3 separate regions of the Anser cygnoides genome follow, and all the other regions are linked to region 1. The links are chromatin contacts, called in public Hi-C maps. All regions are on one chromosome and are shown on one strand. Each heading gives the region's core, a stretch centred on a gene start, on an enhancer-like site or on the middle of the called end of the contact. The rest is flanking DNA. Distances are from core to core; before and after follow the strand shown. Region 1 overlaps LOC106043852 (a long non-coding RNA gene). Region 2 has its middle 9.4 kb from the start of SLC22A23. Region 3 overlaps SLC22A23 (solute carrier family 22 member 23).

Evidence for each region. A called contact is a pair of places that touch in the nucleus more often than the background predicts.
Region 2: a Hi-C map of liver shows a contact between it and region 1, with 2.0 times the contacts expected there. The contact joins two enhancer-like sites. A contact is called at or near these places in 2 of 7 Hi-C or Micro-C datasets (both in liver).
Region 3: a contact with region 1 is called in a Hi-C map of liver, with 2.6 times the contacts expected there. The contact joins two enhancer-like sites. A contact is called at or near these places in 2 of 7 Hi-C or Micro-C datasets (both in liver).

The regions. Positions count from the first base shown.
Region 1 is chr2:84,846,989-84,849,842 of Taihu_goose_T2T_genome, forward strand. All of the region lies in intron 3 of LOC106043852 (a long non-coding RNA gene), which reads right to left. Among named protein-coding and RNA genes, the nearest start is that of PRP4K, 12 kb to the right of the region's middle. Within about 2 kb of position 1,558, at least 1 of the 3 cell types and tissues checked has open chromatin away from gene starts, as enhancers often do. A contact at or near this core is called in liver, where this site is marked.
Region 2 is chr2:84,665,704-84,668,403 of Taihu_goose_T2T_genome, forward strand. No RefSeq gene overlaps it. Among named protein-coding and RNA genes, the nearest start is that of SLC22A23, 9.4 kb to the left of the region's middle. Within about 2 kb of position 1,403, at least 1 of the 3 cell types and tissues checked has open chromatin away from gene starts, as enhancers often do. A contact at or near this core is called in liver, where this site is marked.
Region 3 is chr2:84,647,953-84,650,827 of Taihu_goose_T2T_genome, forward strand. The region is part of intron 1 of SLC22A23 (solute carrier family 22 member 23); the gene reads right to left. Among named protein-coding and RNA genes, the nearest start is that of SLC22A23, 8.3 kb to the right of the region's middle. Within about 2 kb of position 1,604, at least 2 of the 3 cell types and tissues checked have open chromatin away from gene starts, as enhancers often do. A contact at or near this core is called in liver, where this site is marked.

The DNA of each region.
Region 1 (2,854 bases), core at 308-2,807:
GATATAACCTTGATACTATAAAGTGTATGTAAACAAACTACTTGACTAAGATAGGAAAAAAGCAAACAAAGCATCAGTCAGAAGCTGGGGCTACCAACAGGCTCAACACTGAACTTCTGAAAACAGAACTCTCAAGTAGGAAACACACCAGAAAACGAAAGGGAATATAGCCAAGACAGGCAAACATCAACCTATAATATTAAAAAGAATCTTGAAATATGCAAAAATGTGCAAGTTGATTTAAAAAGTTTTGCAAAGGCATTCCCATTCTTTTCCACTCATGGTGTACCAGTAGAGAGAATAAGAAATAGCAATCTGATTCAAGTCCACATCCCTCCAAACTAGCAAAGACACCTTTCTCAGTTAACATGCCACGGATACAAGCTGTTCTTGTCTTTGTTATATCTATACCTTGTCACAAGTGTCTTCTGAATATAGATCCTAAACCAGGATTTCCTAAAGTACACCCATATTCAGGGAAGCAACACAAACATATCCTTAAGGGATAGACCACAGAAATAATTTAGTTAAAAATTTGCTTTTTTTTTTTTTAAATCAGGATCTGATTTTGTTTGTCTGTTTGTTTCATATTCAACATAAGAAGAACTACCAGTTGATAAAAAATAAAAAATACCCCTTTTCTTGAGAGATCCTTTCCACAGCATAGAAGCAGCACTAAATATTTGACTTAAACAGCACTCAATATTTGACTGTACAGTTGTTGTTGTTGGTTTTTTTTCCTTAAGTAATTTAAGTGGTAACATAAAAAAGACACATGTAATCCACCTGTACAAATTCATACATGCTGTATCAGAGAGGCCTTGAGACTTGTTCAGTACTCACAGTGCCGGTAGTGAAAGGCTTTGATGCCAGCACGTATTCCCATGTGCCTCTGCAAAGCTAACTTTAAGAACACTTCCTGACAGAAAGGAAATGAACCTTGTCAGAGTTGGAAAATCATCATCTATTTTTCCTGTATAAGTGGTCTGAAGAGATGACATTTCTCAACTAGTATGTTAATTCAGGTTTTTGATTATTTTTATCACAAGTATTTGAGCTTATTACTTATATAGGAAATACTGATATCATTACGGGAGGGATGAGAGCATAAAGATTCCTATCAGACCTGTCTACAGTCAAGTAATTCAGTTATTATTTTATTATCTTTCAACTAGTTATTTATATTCCCAGAATGACATAGCTTCCTGTGTTGAAGTAATTCACTAGCAGCCAATACTGCACAACGCAGCATGCTCACATTGGATTGTTGTATTTTCCTGTTTGAATGGTCTGCCTACATTTTTTAGGAATTTTTTCTCTGTGTGAAAAATACAGATTCTACCTTCTCTATGGCATGACCTGTTACACTTTCAGGCCTGCAAGTGGAATTTATCCAAATGGAAAAATAATGTGTGTCAGAATTACGTGTGCTTGTAAACAAAGAGAGGATTCCTAGGAAACAAAACTGTAAAACATTTATGGATCGTAGATCTACTGTTCCAAATTCCTTGATTTGCCAGATTCTTCCCCACACCATGCTTATAATACCTCAAAACCATTTAACTCTATGCCTCAAGCATATAAAGTTCCTCAAACCTCAGCAAAAACAAAGGAAGCACCGGTTGTTCACAAATTCACAAACAAGTCTGTAATGCACATCTATAACACAATAATTTCAAAGGGAGAAATATAAGCAGAGAACAACTTTAAAATCCTTGTCCTGTGGAAGTTAACTATAGCAGCTTTGAAAGGTGCTTACACCTCTATCCAGATTATCGATCAACATAGCAAAATGAAACAATTCCCTTTCAAATCATACCTGTAAATAATTAACTACCAAGTAAATACTAATTCTGACTACACGCACTACATTCACATGTTAGATGTAATAAACAGGGTTACTCATTCTTTAAATACTCTATAATGAAAACACAGTTATTTTCATGACACATTTGTGAAGACAATGGAAGTCCTGTCATCTTAAAAACAAAGTATTTTAGAAAACAATGAAATTAGTTTATATTATGCTCAAGACTTCTACTGGTAGAAGTATTTCTGCTAATTCAAAAGACAGACTGAATCATACGGCTGTTATTTTACGTAATAAGATTCAAAACAAGAAAGATGCAAAAGGGGACTTGGCTTAATCCCCAATTATTTGTGTAGCTTAATACTTTCTTGCACCAGAGCAATAAAGCTTTGCACCAGAGAAATAAAGCTTACATTGCTTAAAGAATGAAAGCCCTTAATTTGCATGAGGGAACTAAAGTGCTTAGGGGAATTGTTGAAGTGCTTGATACATAGAAGGTGTGAAAGCTAAAACAATAATCTCAGTAAAACCAAGGGCCTATAAGGAAAAGTCTGGGATTTAAACAGTGGGCTTCAAGATGAAAGCCAACTCTGAAAGGCGAGCAGTACAATCCTGAATAACTCTTTGCATTAATTTTTCCCCTCTTCCCTAAACATTTGTGTTCTCTCATGGGGAAAGGCTATCATAAAAAGGCTTTCACATTGTGAAAGATCTAGATTCTCAGCTCCTACAGGATAGACAGAACTTTTTTAGCACTATGAAACAGAGACCAAAAATGCAGAGGCTGATTTCTGTAATATCTTTGTGAATCTAACACAAGCACAGTAGTTCAAATGTATATAATGTGCTGATTAACAGACTGGGAAAACATTCTTTGTTACCATTTCTATTCATTGAAATCAGAATTAAAAGTGTACTTTTATGCATTCAGAGGACGTCTTTCACAGTGACATAGCAGAACAACCTTTCCCTGTTAGTGGATTAAATGCTTTGTAGAAGAGTAGAGCTATTTGGATTTTCTAGCTATTTCAATCATTCCTTAAC
Region 2 (2,700 bases), core at 153-2,652, 180 kb before region 1:
TCCAAATCTGCTGTTAATCACAATCTAATCTGACAGGGAAGGAAAATCCACTTTCAAGAACTGTGACCATCAAAGCAGGATAATTGAGTAACTAATACCTGACCCTAGAAAGCATTTCTGGTATGACTAGCCATTGCTGCAGAACCAGGCTTTGAAAAAGTGGTAGCAAGAGGCAATTCCTGTCCTCTACAACACTGGTTATCTTGGAATAAAAGCCAACATTCCTTGCTACAACAGGGACAAAAAGCAAGATCCTTGATCCTATCCATCCATCTATTTATGCATTATTTGGCATTCACCGCTGCTGTACCCTAAATCACAGGCAGGAATTACTGGGATACCAAGTGCAGACCTTGCTAAATTTGACCTGCCCAAGTGGGATACTCTCATTGCCCACCCACAGAGGACACCTGCAACAGTGGCCCACAGCTCAGCTCGTGGTTTGGGTTCTCCTCAATAAAGCCTTTCAAAAATTTCCAGAGCAGCATATTCTCTTTTCTCCGCGTACAAACCAAGCATGACTGTGCACATATGGTTTAAGAGGGAAATAAGAGCATTAATTAGTTCAAGTCAGAGAAAGAGCATGTTGATTTTGCTCAAGAAAATTGTTATGAAATAAAATAGCTGCCATAAGAACAAAGGGGAAAGAAAGGTGGGGAAAAAAATCGTAACTCGATATTTAATATTTTTGTTATATTTTCTATCAACATTTGAAGATTCAAGAGAAAAGAGGCTTGCACTGCTACTTAGAATCCAGACCACCTTGTGCAAATACAGCTCTGCAGCGTGGTCAGCCCAGCAGACTTTGTCTTTCCAGGCCTAACCACCGATTTATTTATTTATTTTTGGCCTGAGCATACGCAGCCTAAAGTCGAGGAGCCCGTGAGCTTCTGAAATTAATAAAACAGAAGGGAGGAGGGTTCATCCAAAGTGCTCTGCGTTTTACACCACTGGAGCCCTAGAGCCCGCTGCGCCTGAAGCAAAGGGTGAAGTTGCAACCAGCTTTGCTCAGGACCAGCTTGGATGCGGCCAGCACGTGCAGCTCACGGGGATGTTTGCTCACCCAGTGTGCCCACGCAAGGTGAGAGCCCTCAGCCTTACCAAGTGTGTTGCACCAAATGGCCCACTGCAGACTTACCCCAGCCTTTTCTGCTCCCCGCTGATGCTGCTGTGCCTGGGGAGCCTGAAAATACAGCAGCCAGCCAGAAAAAGGCAAATTCTTCTGCAGCTGGAGGCATCTAGTTAGAAACACATAGCTAGGAGGGAACAGCTGCCAGCAGCAGCCAGAGGAGAATGAGAGGTTACACCTGGAGAGACTAAAAGTGCTACCGGGGGGGAGTCAGCTGGGTAAGAATTTCTGGCTTGGGGAGGTTTGGCTTAAAAAATAAATAAATAAAGGAAACAGCAAATTGTAAGCAATACTGTGAAGAAACAGACTTGGTATAAGATGACAGGGGAAAGGAAAATTAAACTTTCATTCCCACCAGGTTCCTGTTTGCGGGTAAGAGACGAAAGAACAGAGGACAAGAAGTGGGTGCTGCAGCTCTTGCTGCGGCCTTTCCTTGCTTCTCCATTGTACCCATTCGGCTGGTCCACTGATGGATGAGCAGAACAGGCAACATCAGTGGCCTCGATCAGCAGCGAGGAGTCTGGTTTTTGCTAGAAAACCTGCATTTCTCTTTGGACAAGCCAGGGTTTCTGCCATCTTTCTCAGGAAGAAATGAACTGGGCAACGGGTTAAAAGTAACTAGCATTTAAAAAACAGTCTGTACTGGTGACTGCAGATGTTGTAAATTGTTCCCACTTGTGACCTTGCTGTGGGAGAACATGAAAGGCCTCCCTCCACCAGTGTCGTGGCTGTTTGGAATGAGATAGGAAGTAAGCCAAACCTATCTTGGCAGCAGCCACGTGCATCTCTCAGCTTAGCTGCCCTGCCAAAATACCTCAGGCAGGACGTTGCTGATGTCCAGTTCCCTTCCATAGGGATCAAGTGTTCCTGGCCAGAGGGATTTTGACAAGAGACTTGTATGTTTATTAGCTTTAATACTATTTCTGGTCTTCAGGCAGGAGGGATGCTGTTAGGCTGCCTTCACAGTGGTGTTGACCTATCTGTGATCTCCTAACTTAGTGTCAAGTGATTATTCTCACTATTCACATCACTGGCTCCTCGTTATCTTTGTAACCTTACCTGTAGCAGGTGACTAACTGGTGACCAGTTCAGCTTCTCCTCTACAGCACTCTTAGTTGTGTTCCCCATGCGTGTGGCCCCCCTACAACGCCCCCATTTCTGGCATTAACAACCCACTGACACGGGATGAGGATGGATCTGTATAATTATGCAGCAATTCTCTGTTAACCTCTCTCAATTATTTTTAAAAGCATGTTGCTATGGGAAAACGCTCCTGGAGTCAGTTATTTTAATTTTTAATTCTTAGCTGCTTAAGCCCATCCTTCCACTATTTTCCGCTTAGGGGACAAACTTTTATCCAGTTAGTTATTAGCTTTAGTCCAATAACTAGTCCAGCTAGTTATTAGCTTTATCCAGCTAATTATGTTGTTCACTTTGCCAGGAATGAACTGCCCTATCCACAACTCAGACATGCAAATCAGCGCAGCGCTCATCGAGTGGTAGCTGACACTAAAAAAGGAAGAAGTTTACACGTAGCAAGTTTTAAAGCTTGGGACCAAGCTTCTTTTCCT
Region 3 (2,875 bases), core at 354-2,853, 200 kb before region 1:
TCTCAGTCATCGCCCTGTATAATGATTACCCCAGGGTAAACAGGCTGGCCCCGCTACGCCCTGCAAGGTGATAGCAATGACGGGTGCATTCCTGCAGTATCCCCTTGCTCCCCAAACCTTTTGGTCACAGCTCACCTGGGACAGCCATCTCCACACCGTGGTGACACGGCTCCAGCAGCAGCATAATTAAGTTAATCTGGAAATGGCTTTTGGTTACATTTGATTGTTCCGCACTAAAACATGCCTTGCTTCATGCCATAGGCAGAAAAGATTCTCCGAGCTACCCAGCCAGCACATCAGCAGAACCCCAAGATGATAGGATGCCATCTGAAAGAACGCAAAACTAGACCAGTTTCATCTATCATGCAGTTTCACGTTTTAATCAGAAGCAATTAGCTTCTTCTGATCCCAACCTTGCTCTCATCACAGATCTGCTTCTTTTCCCCACTGGGACAGGGAAGAAGGAAGTTTGCTAAGTAAATAATCATCACTAATACGCTAACAATTAAAATATGATTTGTTAATCATATGACAGTCTTGTGAATACTCAACACGATTAAGTCAATTTTCGTAGCTTCCATATACCACCCACTTCTCCACCACTTCTTTTATTTTCAGTAGCAGTTCTCTTTATTCTGAGACATTTTGATCTTCTCCAGCCTTCACCCTACCAAGATTAGTCAACTAACTTCTTTCTCAGCTGATGCGATCTGCTTCACTTTTTCCAACTCCATAACGCCATCCAACATCAAAGCGCCGGGAGATACAGCATCCTGCTTGCAGCTTTCATGGATGCTACATTCATATTCAGAATATTTCCATCTCTCTTCTAGATCTCTGCGCTGTGATTAAGTGTCTTTTCTACATGTGTTCTGACATCATTGGGAAGTCACTGTCGCAAAAACGACTAACTTAAAACCTACTCCTTGCTTTAACCCTTTGGACACACTAACTTCAAACCTACCCCTTTGGACACATGAGAAGTCGAGGCAACATCACCCCCCACTAGCAGTTGCCCAAGTCATACATGGAAAAATGTTTTTCCAGTGCCACCCCTCAGTTTTCAGCTGACGACCACCCTTACGCTGAACAAGGCACCTTCTGGTGGGCCTGGCTTCATGGCCCAGCTAAATAAGAAGTAGAATGAGCTGCCAAATTGGTGTTTTGAACTGGCCTAAACGCTGTAAATAGAAGCCATATGTTTAAAAAACCATACCCGCCCCGCCCCCCCCAAAAAAAAAAAAAAAACCACCCACAACATTTTAGTTAAATATTAACATTCGCTATCATCTGATAATCAAAAACACGTTAACGCTTTGAAGACCAGCATTTTCCAGGACAACACATGCTTAAAACAAACTGCACATAGACAACTTCAAAAGGGCTGGTGTGGCAAAATCCAATTCACACTCTTATTAGGCCTTCTTTTGAAGTGGGGGAAAAGCCTCAAAAATGCCAAGCTTGGGATACAATTCCAAAATGAAGACGAGAACAGGAGATAAGGAGAGGAAGCCTTTCCTCATGAGAAATACTTGCTCAAAGTCACCGTAGATAAAAATTAATTTTGACATGCAGTTATCACCGCTGTAACCCTGCCCGCTCATCATTTGAGGTCTACAGTCACTATAACCCGGGCAAACGGAAAAGAAGAGGGAGAGGAAAAAAGGGTCTGGTATTAATTCAGACTTAACTAAATGTTAGGGGGAAGGAAGAAGGGATAAAAATATGCAGCTTGCTTCACAAATGAAGAGAAGAAACTGGTCTGTCAAGCTTGTATTGTTCATGCAGACAGCATTTTACACAGCCCTGGGAGAGAGAGGGGAGGAAAAGGTCTTACACTGTAATTTACATTCCCTATCCTTAATAATATTTGTAGCTGGGACATTGCGACATTGTAGACACGCTCATGGACTTCGGTCCAGAGGCCGAGAGGAGACTGGGCAGCACCAGAGCATTAACACAGAGACAGCGCTTGAGCCAAAAACGAATTCCTCCAGCCCCATCCAAAACCCCTTTCATGGAACCAGACCACCTGGTGCTGTGAAAACAGTGCACAAGAGTAACTATAAACCACATGCTGCTGGATAACGTGAACATGCTGTTTTCTAGACCTTACAAGTAATGTTCCTGATTCTCCCAACCTCGTTACTTGTGTACCTGAACACGTGCCCCAAAAACTAGTATCAGAATACATTCGTTTATCTGGTCTTTTGTTCTCACATTTCAGTAGGACAACCTGCATTTGGGGCTCTCTCCTAGCTGTAAATTAAAGACAGAATAAAAATCCTAACAAAGCTCTACACTACGTATTGAATTTTCCTCCCGGGGATAAGATGAGAGATTAAAAAAGAAAAGAACTTTCCTTGGCAGTACGGACCTTCACTTATATCATTTAACACACTACCGAGAAGGCTTTCAGGCACTACCACAGTGAGGACAGCATTACATACAGAACGATGGCGTGAGTGGTAAAGATGTCCGTGATGCTGGCAGTCAGACAGAGAAGTACACGCCTTGCACCAGCCTTCTCCATGGGACCCTTGCCCCCAAAAAACCTTTGCCCTTGCCTCTCGTTACCACCTCTCCAGCACAGGCTGCGGCCCCAAGGGCAGCGCTTGCACCACGCTCGCAGGGGAATTCAAACAAGGTCACCTGCTGGCAAAAGCCAACAGAAAATAATCACATTTTTAGAGCCAAGCACACATTTTGGAGTTGAACAGACGGGAGCCCAAGAGACACCACGCTGAGGGAATTCAGCACGGAAACCTCAGCACGGCTGCAAAGTTGCAGGATCTCCTTCCTCAGACAGGATTCTCCCATCTCCTACACGTCACCTACAGCACAGATGATTGCTGCCTTCTCCAGCAAGGCTTCA